Regions from separate parts of the Mus musculus genome. Here region 2 is linked to region 1. A link is a contact called in public HiChIP or PLAC-seq data. All regions are on one chromosome and are shown on one strand. The core of a region is the stretch at or near the end of the contact, and the rest is flanking DNA. Distances in the headings are between cores, read along the strand shown. Region 1 has its middle 53 kb from the start of 9530068E07Rik. Region 2 holds the start of Uqcrq (ubiquinol-cytochrome c reductase, complex III subunit VII).

Region 1 (4,518 bases), core at 953-3,452:
ATCCCCAAACGTGCCTTACAGTTTCTTTGATCAGCATCTGACCAGGGATCATTGCTGCCCTTGGTTGTCCCCCACAGCCCTCCAAAGAGCCCTGTGACCTAGGTCAGCGGCTTCTGGACTCTAGAGGGCAAGAGTGTCTGGCTGCAGGTCTGAGGAGATAATTGGTCATTATGGAGACCCAGCACAATTGACCCATCACAACACAACACTCAGGGCTCATCCCTGGTAATTTATGGGCACCAATCATGGGCATTTACATCCCTTAAGTACTTTTCATGGTTAGTTGGATCTACCAGGGTTACCTCCAGCCAGGCATGTGAAGAGGAGGGGCCGCTCAAGGGCACTGGGCTGGGGCAGGCTGAAAGTGTTCTGGGCCCTGTGCCCAGATCCTGGCAGCAAGAAAAGGCTCCCGGGAGGACTGCTGTCCAAGGGCAGAAGCTAGAGGCTAGATGGGAACGGGCCCAGGCACAGGGGCCAACATTCCAGCACCTCCCTGATGGAGGAGCTGGGGCCAAACACTGCTTCTCATGGGCCTGACATCAACGTGTCAGGTCAGTTTAAACACATTAAAAAGAAGTTATGCTCTGGCCAGTGAGATGGCTCAGAACTGTCACTAAGCCCGATGACCTGAGTTCCATACCAGGGTCTCACATGGGCGGGGGAAGGGAGGGGGAGGGAGAACTGATTCTCACAAGCTGTTTTTTGAGTTCCACACGTGGGCACTGACAAACGCATGCATGCACACACAAACACACACAATAAATGTAAAAACTTTTTTTTTAAAGTTGTAGTCATGTTCAACAAATCTTTCCCTAGAGAAGATAATTCTTTGCCTTATGAATCATTTCCTCCTTACTAGCTGGTATTTAACAAATAGTAAATGTTGCCAGTACTAATAATATCATTATTATAATCTATATTATTTATTTTTTGAGGTAAGGTTTGTGTAGCCCAGGCTGGTCTGGAGGATGACATTAAACTTCTCAGCCTCCTTATCCTGCCTCCTCCGTTCTGAGATTGCAGGCACGTGCGACCACATCTGCTTTATGTGGCAGTGGGATGGGAGCCCAGGGCTTTGTGTGTGTTAGGCAAGAACTCTACCAACTGAGCTACACCCTAGGCCTGTATGCTATTGATTTATTAACCAGACCAAACCGCATCAAATTGAAGAACTCCTATCTATTCTACTAAGGCCTAGAGGAAGGCCCTGTGCAGTGCTCACAAGCTTGGGATCCCGGTGGGCTGCGGAGGTCAGAACTGGGCTGTGTGGTGCTTAGGGAAGGGATCTTGGGCTGACCCAAGCATCATCCATCACAAAGTTCCAAGCTCATCTTGTCCAAACTCCAGTCAAGGCTGGAGTGTCTAAGAACAAGTTGGAAAGCTTGGCCGAGCTAATCTCTGTCAGCCTTAGTTATTAATGCTTGCTCCAGTGTGGTCAGGATGGCATAGTGAAACTTCACAGTCTTGCTCTGGACTGGCATCGGGTACCCAGGGCTTCTTGTTATGGTACCATGCTGAGGTCTAATCCTTCCCTAAGTGGGTTAAGGAGCTTGTTGCAAGCCCTCTCACATGCTGAGCCATTTCCCAAGTGACACCACACGTTACATTGTCATCATCGATAAGTTATGGATACAGTGGAAAAAAAATCTTTAAAATATTTTCATCTTCTGAGAATTTCACATGGTGTATTTTCATCAGATTTGCTCCAACTTGTCCCTTAACTTAACCTTCAACTTCTTTATTTTATGCCAGGCTTCGGGCCTGTTTCCCCTCCATTGGGTTGCTGGGAGCACTGCTGGAGCACTGTGAGCCAGCTGCTCAGGGGAGGCAGAGCACAGTCCACAGTAGGGGTCCTCAGTGTTTTCCCCTGTGGGATCTGGGATAGTTTCTGTGGTTCCCAGTCTCCCGTGCACCCAGAAGCCACTGGGGTACTGCTGGCAGTTGGGAATGGGGGTCCTTGGTCTGAGCTTCCACTTGGGGAAGGGGAAGGGGAAGGGGAAGAAGGGGAAGGGGAAGGCTGAGGTGGAACAGGGGTGGAACCGGTTTGGTTTGGTTCTGAGGGAGTGCTAAGGGAACCTAGGGACTGGGAAAGAGAAGGCCTTCTCAGAGATTTAGGCGAGGCTCTTTATGACTAAGGCCTCTCCACCCCCAGGCTATCCTTGACAAAGAGTCAGTCCTTGCTTGTCCAAACTGTTTTATTTGATGACGGATGTGAATGCCTACACCTCACTCAGGCTGAGTCAGAGATTAAATACCTTTTATGGGAAGGGATGCCCAGGAAGTGAAGCTCCTTGCTTGAGTACTGGGGGCCTCTCTAGATACCTCATTAGTATGGAGAACTCCAGGTTTTTTTTAAAAAAAAAGTTTATTTATTATTATACATAAGTACACTGTAGCTGACTTCAGATGCACCAGAAGAGGACATCAGATCTCATTATGGATGGTTGTGAGACACCATGTGGTTGCTGGGATTTGAACTTAGGACCTTTGGAAGAGCAGTCAGTGCTCTTACCCTCTGTGCCATCTTGCCAGTCTGAACTCCAGGTTTTTATGCTACATGAGATTGCTATGGTCCTCTCAGTGGGGATGCCATGGTTAAGTGTTCCAGAACAGGTAGAGCTAGGCAGAGGCAGGGAGCTGGCTCCACTTCTACCATTCTTTTTTTTTTTTTTTTTTTTTTTTTTTGGGTTTTCAAGACAGGGTTTCTCTGTGTAGCCCTGGCTGTCCTGGAACTCACTTTGTAGACCAGGCTGGCCTCAAACTCAGAAATCTGCCTGCCTCTGCCTCCCAAGTGCTAGGATCAAATGCATGTGCCACCTTAATTCTGAGATTCCTGGAGTCTGAGACTGCTCAACCTTACCACTTGCCCCCATATAGATACACACACACACACAAACACACACACACACACATCTATATCTATATCTATATCTATATCTATATCTATATCTATATCTATATATCTCCCAACTACTCCAGTTTGTGGTGTCCATAGCTTCCTGGGTATGGAGCCATCTGCTAGAGCATGGCCCACCTACCAGGAGCCACACCCTTAAAGAAACTGAGTCTCCTTCCCCAAGAAGCCACAAACTGTTCGTAGCTCCTCAGCTAAGGGTGGGAGCTCGTGAGCCCCTCCCCCTTCCTACTAGAACACTATCTGGCTTGATCTTCCACAGCTTTTGTGCAGGCAGCTACAGGCACCATGAGTCCCTGTGTCATAAGCACATGCAAGTGGCTCTGTCATGTCCAGAAGACACTGTGTCACTCTGGTCCTCTTTGACCTCTGGCTCTTACAACCTCTGGCCTCCTCTCCTGCAATGGTCCCCGAGTCTCAGGGAGGGAATGCGACTGAGAGACCCCATTTGACTGAGTGGAGTGGGAGAATTCAGTGGCAGAAGACAGGGGAGGCAGGCTTGGGGGAGCATTAGTGTAGGAGATGACCGTTTGCTCCAAGGTACCCTTAAGCAAAGGCGATTCTGATGGAGAAGGAAGTAGATGGAGGTATTTCTAGAAGTTTCTTTCTGAGCTGATGGATGATCTGTGGTCCTGGCCAGCGAGGAGCTATAAACTATACATGGTGGATTTGCATTTCCAGGTTAGAACCAGAGAGAGAGAGAGAGAGAGAGAGAGAGAGAGAGAGAGAGAGAGAGAGAGATAAAGGCATGTGCCAAAAGTGTATTGGCTGCAGCCTTGGGAACTTCGTGCTTTGAAATAAGCATCAAAGAGAGGGAAATGCTCACCTGTTCTCATGACGCCTTCTGCTCTCAGCTCACCTTCCTCCAGTGTCCCTCCAAGGTGCTTAGCTGGCACTGCCCCTGTTGTCCCCATTGAATGCCCTGCCTCTCACAAGAAGCTTTCCTTGGTTAAAGCAGGCAGAGGACAACCTTTAGTCCTCTTCCTACTTCCACCCAGCAGTTCACAGCGATGACTGAAGTCTTATGGGACTCAGCTATCTGTGTGATGGACATAGGGGTAGCTGAGTCCTTGTTTCCACCCCCCTGGGGCCTGTGAAGATGTTCTCAAGCATCTGAAGCCTTGAGTCCAACTGGCTGCAGCTTGCTTTTCTGGGAAAGAGGGTCTTCAAGGTAGTCTTGCCTGACGCTTTGCAGAGCTTCTCCCCAGCTGTCCTGTGTGAAGCCAGGCTGACTGTCTGTCCAGTGAGGCCCACCAGGTATCCAGGCTCACAGACAAATCAGGCCTTGTGGTTAAGATCTCCATTTTCCCCCAAATTGCTCAGTTTTGCACACTGACACGTCTTTGAATACTGACGCCCAGTGTTCCACGCAGGAAAACTTAGAACAGCACTCTCCCAAATCACAATCCCTGTGGGAGGACTTAGAACAGCACTCTCCCAGTCATTCGTGAGAGCGGGGAGAGCCTCACCATGTCTCATTATCCTCTGCCTTCATTTACACAGACTTTCTGCAAAGCGCTTTATAGTCATTTCATTAGTCATTCGTTTGTTTAATTGCATAAGCTTCAGTTTGGTTAGAAAAGTCTGATTTTTACATTTCAGTT
Region 2 (4,518 bases), core at 674-3,173, 980 kb after region 1:
ACACAGTGAGACCTTGTCTCAAACTAAGCACACAAAGTCACAAAGGGAAGTCCATAAGTAGTTTATTGTCTTCAAGACTACAGTGTGGATTCCTCTCCCAGAGAAGGGTCTTTCAGAGGCAGGGGACTGTCACCCAGGTGCAGGCCGTCTACTTGTCATTTTCATACATGGCTGGATTCTTCCTTTTCGACTGCTCAAACTCCTGGTTGCCCCATGTGTAGATCAGGTAGACCACTACAAACGCTGTAGGGATCAAGAGAGGAAGCCATGAGTACAGACATTTTAAAAAGTTTCTATTTTATTATTATTGTGTGTGTGGGGGGGGGAGGGGTTTACATGCATGTCTGATCATACATATGCATGTAGCTCCCTGGGGGCAAGAAGATGTTAGGTGCCCTGGAACTGGAGTTATATAGATGGCTGTGAGCCACCATGTGGGTGCTGGGAGGAACCACACTGGGTCATTTACATGAACAGGCACCTGTACCACAACCACCAGTGCCCCAGCTCTCTGGCTTTTTTTTTTTTTTTTCCTTTTTTGATATGGCCTCCTTGAGTGGACAGACAGACCTCAAACAAGAGATCCACCCACCTCTGTCAGTCCATGTCCTCCTTTCTGACTTTCAACCAATTCTGCCTGTCCTTCTACTGTCCCTAGCTTCAACTGTTTGTTTGGTTTTGGAGAAAGGGTTTCTTTCTCTGTGTAAGCCTGGCTGTCCATGAACTCAGGGATCTGCCTGCCTCTGCCTCCTAAGCACTGGGATTAAAGGCATGCGTGCGTGCTGTGGCTCAGGGCATACCGAGGTGACTAAGGGAGTAAGAGAATGGCAAATCCCTCAGGACTTAAGTCACAGATGATTGTAAGCCACCATATGGGTGCTAGGAATGGAATCTGGATCTTCTGAAAGAGCAGGAAAGATGTTGAACCATCCCCAGCCCTAAGTTTCTGTTGCTGTATTAAGACAAGCTCACAGTATAAGGCCCTTGCTGGTCTAGAACTCCCTCAAAACTACATAGATCCACCTGCTTCTGTCTCAGGATTGCTGGGGATTAAATGTAGACACCATTATGACCAGAAACTACTTTTAATAAGAGGTTCAAAATGGTTATAGTACACAACCATTTTATAAGCAACCAAAACAAAGATATCAGCCCAGGAAGATGTGGCCTTCGCTTTCCTAGTTAACACCAAATTAAAAAAAAAAAAATCACGGAATTTACCTAACATAATCTTCACCATTTTAAAAAGTACTGTTGTGCTGGCGCATGCCTACAATTCCAGCCAACAGTCCCGAGGAGAGGGCAGTAAAATCTCAAGTTTAAGGCCAGCCTGGCTTCTACAGCAAGATCGGGCCTCAACCTCTCCATCAAATTTAAGTGCACCTTCACGGATATTCACAATGCCATGAAACCGACAGCAAAATCGGCCGCACATCTAACACAAGACACTGATTGCATCAGCCTTTCATCACAGATAGTGGCCAGCGATGACCTCAGAGGGAGCCGTTGGAGTCACCCAAGTGACCTTAGGCCAGTCATTTCGATATGATAAGAACTCCTCCACGTCTGCCCCGCGAGGGCGTCGGAAGGAGAGGTGCGCGGCTGTACCCCGCCCGCCCCGCACTCACGCGGCGCCACGCGCAGGATGCGCTCGCGAGTGCGGCGCAGCACGTTGGGGATGCCTTTGCTGAAATAGCTTGGGAAGGCGCGCTGCTCAAAGGGCGACAAGCTGTAGGAGATCACGTGCCGTATCCGCGCCAGGTTCCCAAACTCGCGGCCCATGGTGACGGCGGCCCTGGGACAGAAGATAGACGCGTGGCTCAGTCTCGCGAAAAACCTCCCACGGCCTAACACCGACCCCCAGGATCGGTCACCTCTACCTCCAGAGCTCTGAGCCGGCTTTCGCCCGTCACTTCCGGGAGGAGCGGAAGCCGAGCCTAGAGAACGTGAAGTCATTTCCGGGAACTACCATTTTCTTTCGATCTCAAGGGGGAGACTCAAAAAAAAAATTGTCAGTTGACCTGAGTGGGCGTGGCCTGACCTTCGTGTAGCCGGAAAGGACCAGTACCAAGAGGGCTGGGCGGAGCTTAGAGGCGCTTCTAGCGACACGTGGGTGGGGCTTATAGAGGTGCTTGTGGGCTTACGGTAAGTAGTGAACGCACGGGAGAGGTTGATGTTGCCAAGGGGCGGGGCTTGAAGAGGAATGGTGGCTTGGTGGGAGGGGTGCCAAGCAAGTGGGCGGGGCTTATTAGCCACCCTGGGGATCTTAGGTGGATACGTCCGTAAGGTCCCCCGTCGAGAGGTGCACGGGGCGGGGCCTATAGGTGCATGGGGCGCGGATTAGGGTGATGGGCGTGGCTTAGGAGCACCTGGGTGTTCCAAGAGGCGGTCCTTTCCGCTCAGTACCAGGCCTTTGCATAACAGCCGGCAGCTGCTCAAAAATTAAAAAGAAAAAACAAAAAGACTTGTTCTCCTCGTTCTTCTGCTGTCCCTTACTCTCCACCAGGTATATGTGGTCCTCATAACCAAAAGGGCCTTCACTGACCACAGTACAAAATTAAGGACACGGATCTAGAGCTTTGGTACACACTGCCTAGCAAGCCACTGGCAGGCTGTAGACTTGTCCAAGATGTGACATAAACGTTTCTCCCAGTTCAGCCACGAACGAGTGTGGCAGTTGTCAGACGCACATAGTGGTGATGGGAGCCAAGGAGAAAGTGGTGGGTTTGGGCTGAGTGTGTCATCAAACCCAGACCCCACTCTCTAAGGAACTGTTATGTTTTCTCTAAAGTGCATTCATTCTCCTAGCTAATATTATCCTGTGGGACTCACCGCCCTTTCTCCTCCTCTCAGTGGCTGTAAATGGGTTAACTGGCTGTAAATAATCTGGCAATCAAACTGGGGCAGTTTGGCGGTGAGCTTCAGTTTTGCAAGAGTACTTCAGCCTTATCTATCTGGTGCTGGGCAAACTGATTTTTTTTTTATCCTGTGTCATTAGTGTGTTTTGACTTTCTCCCAAGAGATAGTCTCCTTCCAAGGGGTGCTAGATAGCCTTTCATGGTGCACCTGCACATTCTCCCCCCCACCTCCACCCTGCCCCCATTTTCCTTAAACATTATCTAGCTTGATCTCACCTCCAAGGCCGGGACACAAATACTTTAATCAAGGACTAAAACACTGTCCTGATTTCTGCCATCTGGGTGGTTGGTTAAAGAATAAATACGATGTCTATTTAATTGCATTTGCTGATGTCTCAAGATTTTTCAACCAAAGTATAGTCAAGTGAATTGTAGACCAAAACAAGGGCATCAGGATATTGTACTGTCACTACATTTTAAAATATGTATTTGGTATGTAAGTGCTAGGGGTGTAGGTCAGAAGACGAGCTGTAGAAGTCTCTTCTCCCTTTTTCTCTGTGGATCACAGGGGTTGAAGTTAGGCCTTTAGGACTGGATGACTTTTGGTCGTTAGGCTTGGCGGCAAGTTGCTATCTTGCCATTCCAGCTAGATATTGTGGCTTTTTTTTAATTGTTTATTTTCATTTTATAATGGGTGTTTTGTATTCCTAAGGATGCCCGAGAAAGGCATTGGCTCCCCTGGAAGTGGAGCTATAAATGGTTGTTCTAAGAAGAGCAACCAGTGCCCTTAACTGCCAGGTCATCCATCATCTTTCTGGCCCCAAGACATTGTATGTTTTAATTGCTCAAAGTTAAAGGTGATGTCCTCTTTTTATTTTGAGATGGGGTCTCTCAAAATTATGTAGCTCTGACTGTCCTAGAACTCTCTATATAGACCAGGCTGGCTTGAATCCACAGAGATCCACCTGCCTGTGTCTCCTGAATGCTGGGATTAAAGGCGTGAACCTCTACACCTGGGCCCTGATGTCCTTTTTCAAAGCACATTGCAAGTAGCTGTTGTCTTGGGCCAACTTTACAACCCCTCTACTAAGCCACCTGGACAGGCTGAACAGCCTAACATCACTGGAATTTCAGAACCCATTGTGACTTTGTTTCTCTGATTCACTGTGCAGTAAGCCATCAGTTATTCTAACCACCTGGACGTGGGAGCTGTGGAGATAGACGATGAATCAAGAGGAAAAAATAAACCTAATACTTCTGCAGTCACATCTCCAGCCCTAAGAGGTTTTGTTTTATAATTCCTTGGGTTTCTGTTGGGCTCTCACCTATATAAGTAGTCCACTAGGGTGACGATACTTGGTGGGTTTGAAATAAATGTCCAGGAGAAACAGGGAAAGAAAGCCAAATAAGTAGATAAATCTGTATCTAATGAGAACAAATTGGATAAAACCGTGTTGTCAGCTGACTGCTGTAGAGCTGATAAGAAACAATGTACAGCTAGGCATGCTTGAGGTCTGATTACAGAAGTGAAGTCAGTCTTCCACACCTAGATTTTATTTAAGGACCACGCCAGGGCCTCCCCGACCTTTAGAAAGAAGACTGGCACGAGGAGATGCGTTCCTTCTTAGTTCTCCCAAGTCATGGCACTTCCCAGCAACTT

What was found. HiChIP or PLAC-seq counts read pairs in DNA pulled down with a chosen protein or histone mark.
Region 2: an HNF4G HiChIP or PLAC-seq map of pancreatic cancer cells shows a contact between it and region 1. The contact joins the promoter of Uqcrq here to the enhancer-like site in region 1. A contact is called at or near these places in 6 of 115 datasets of contacts at active chromatin or transcription factors (craniofacial prominence, embryonic forebrain, embryonic limb bud and 3 more).

What each region holds. Positions count from the first base shown.
Region 1 is chr11:52,447,034-52,451,551 of GRCm38.p6, forward strand. No RefSeq gene overlaps it. Among named protein-coding and RNA genes, the nearest start is that of 9530068E07Rik, 53 kb to the left of the region's middle. Within about 2 kb of position 2,203, at least 44 of the 459 cell types and tissues checked have an H3K27ac peak or open chromatin away from gene starts, as enhancers often do. A contact at or near this core is called in pancreatic cancer cells, where this site is marked.
Region 2 is chr11:53,428,908-53,433,425 of GRCm38.p6, forward strand. Uqcrq (ubiquinol-cytochrome c reductase, complex III subunit VII) reads right to left here and starts at 1,924. Exons shown (of 2, transcript NM_025352.3): 1 at 1,629-1,924; 2 at 1-243. The coding sequence starts at 1,782. The coding sequence ends at 149. Gdf9 (growth differentiation factor 9) reads left to right here and starts at 4,379. Exons shown (of 2, transcript NM_008110.2): 1 at 4,379-4,518. The coding sequence starts at 4,499.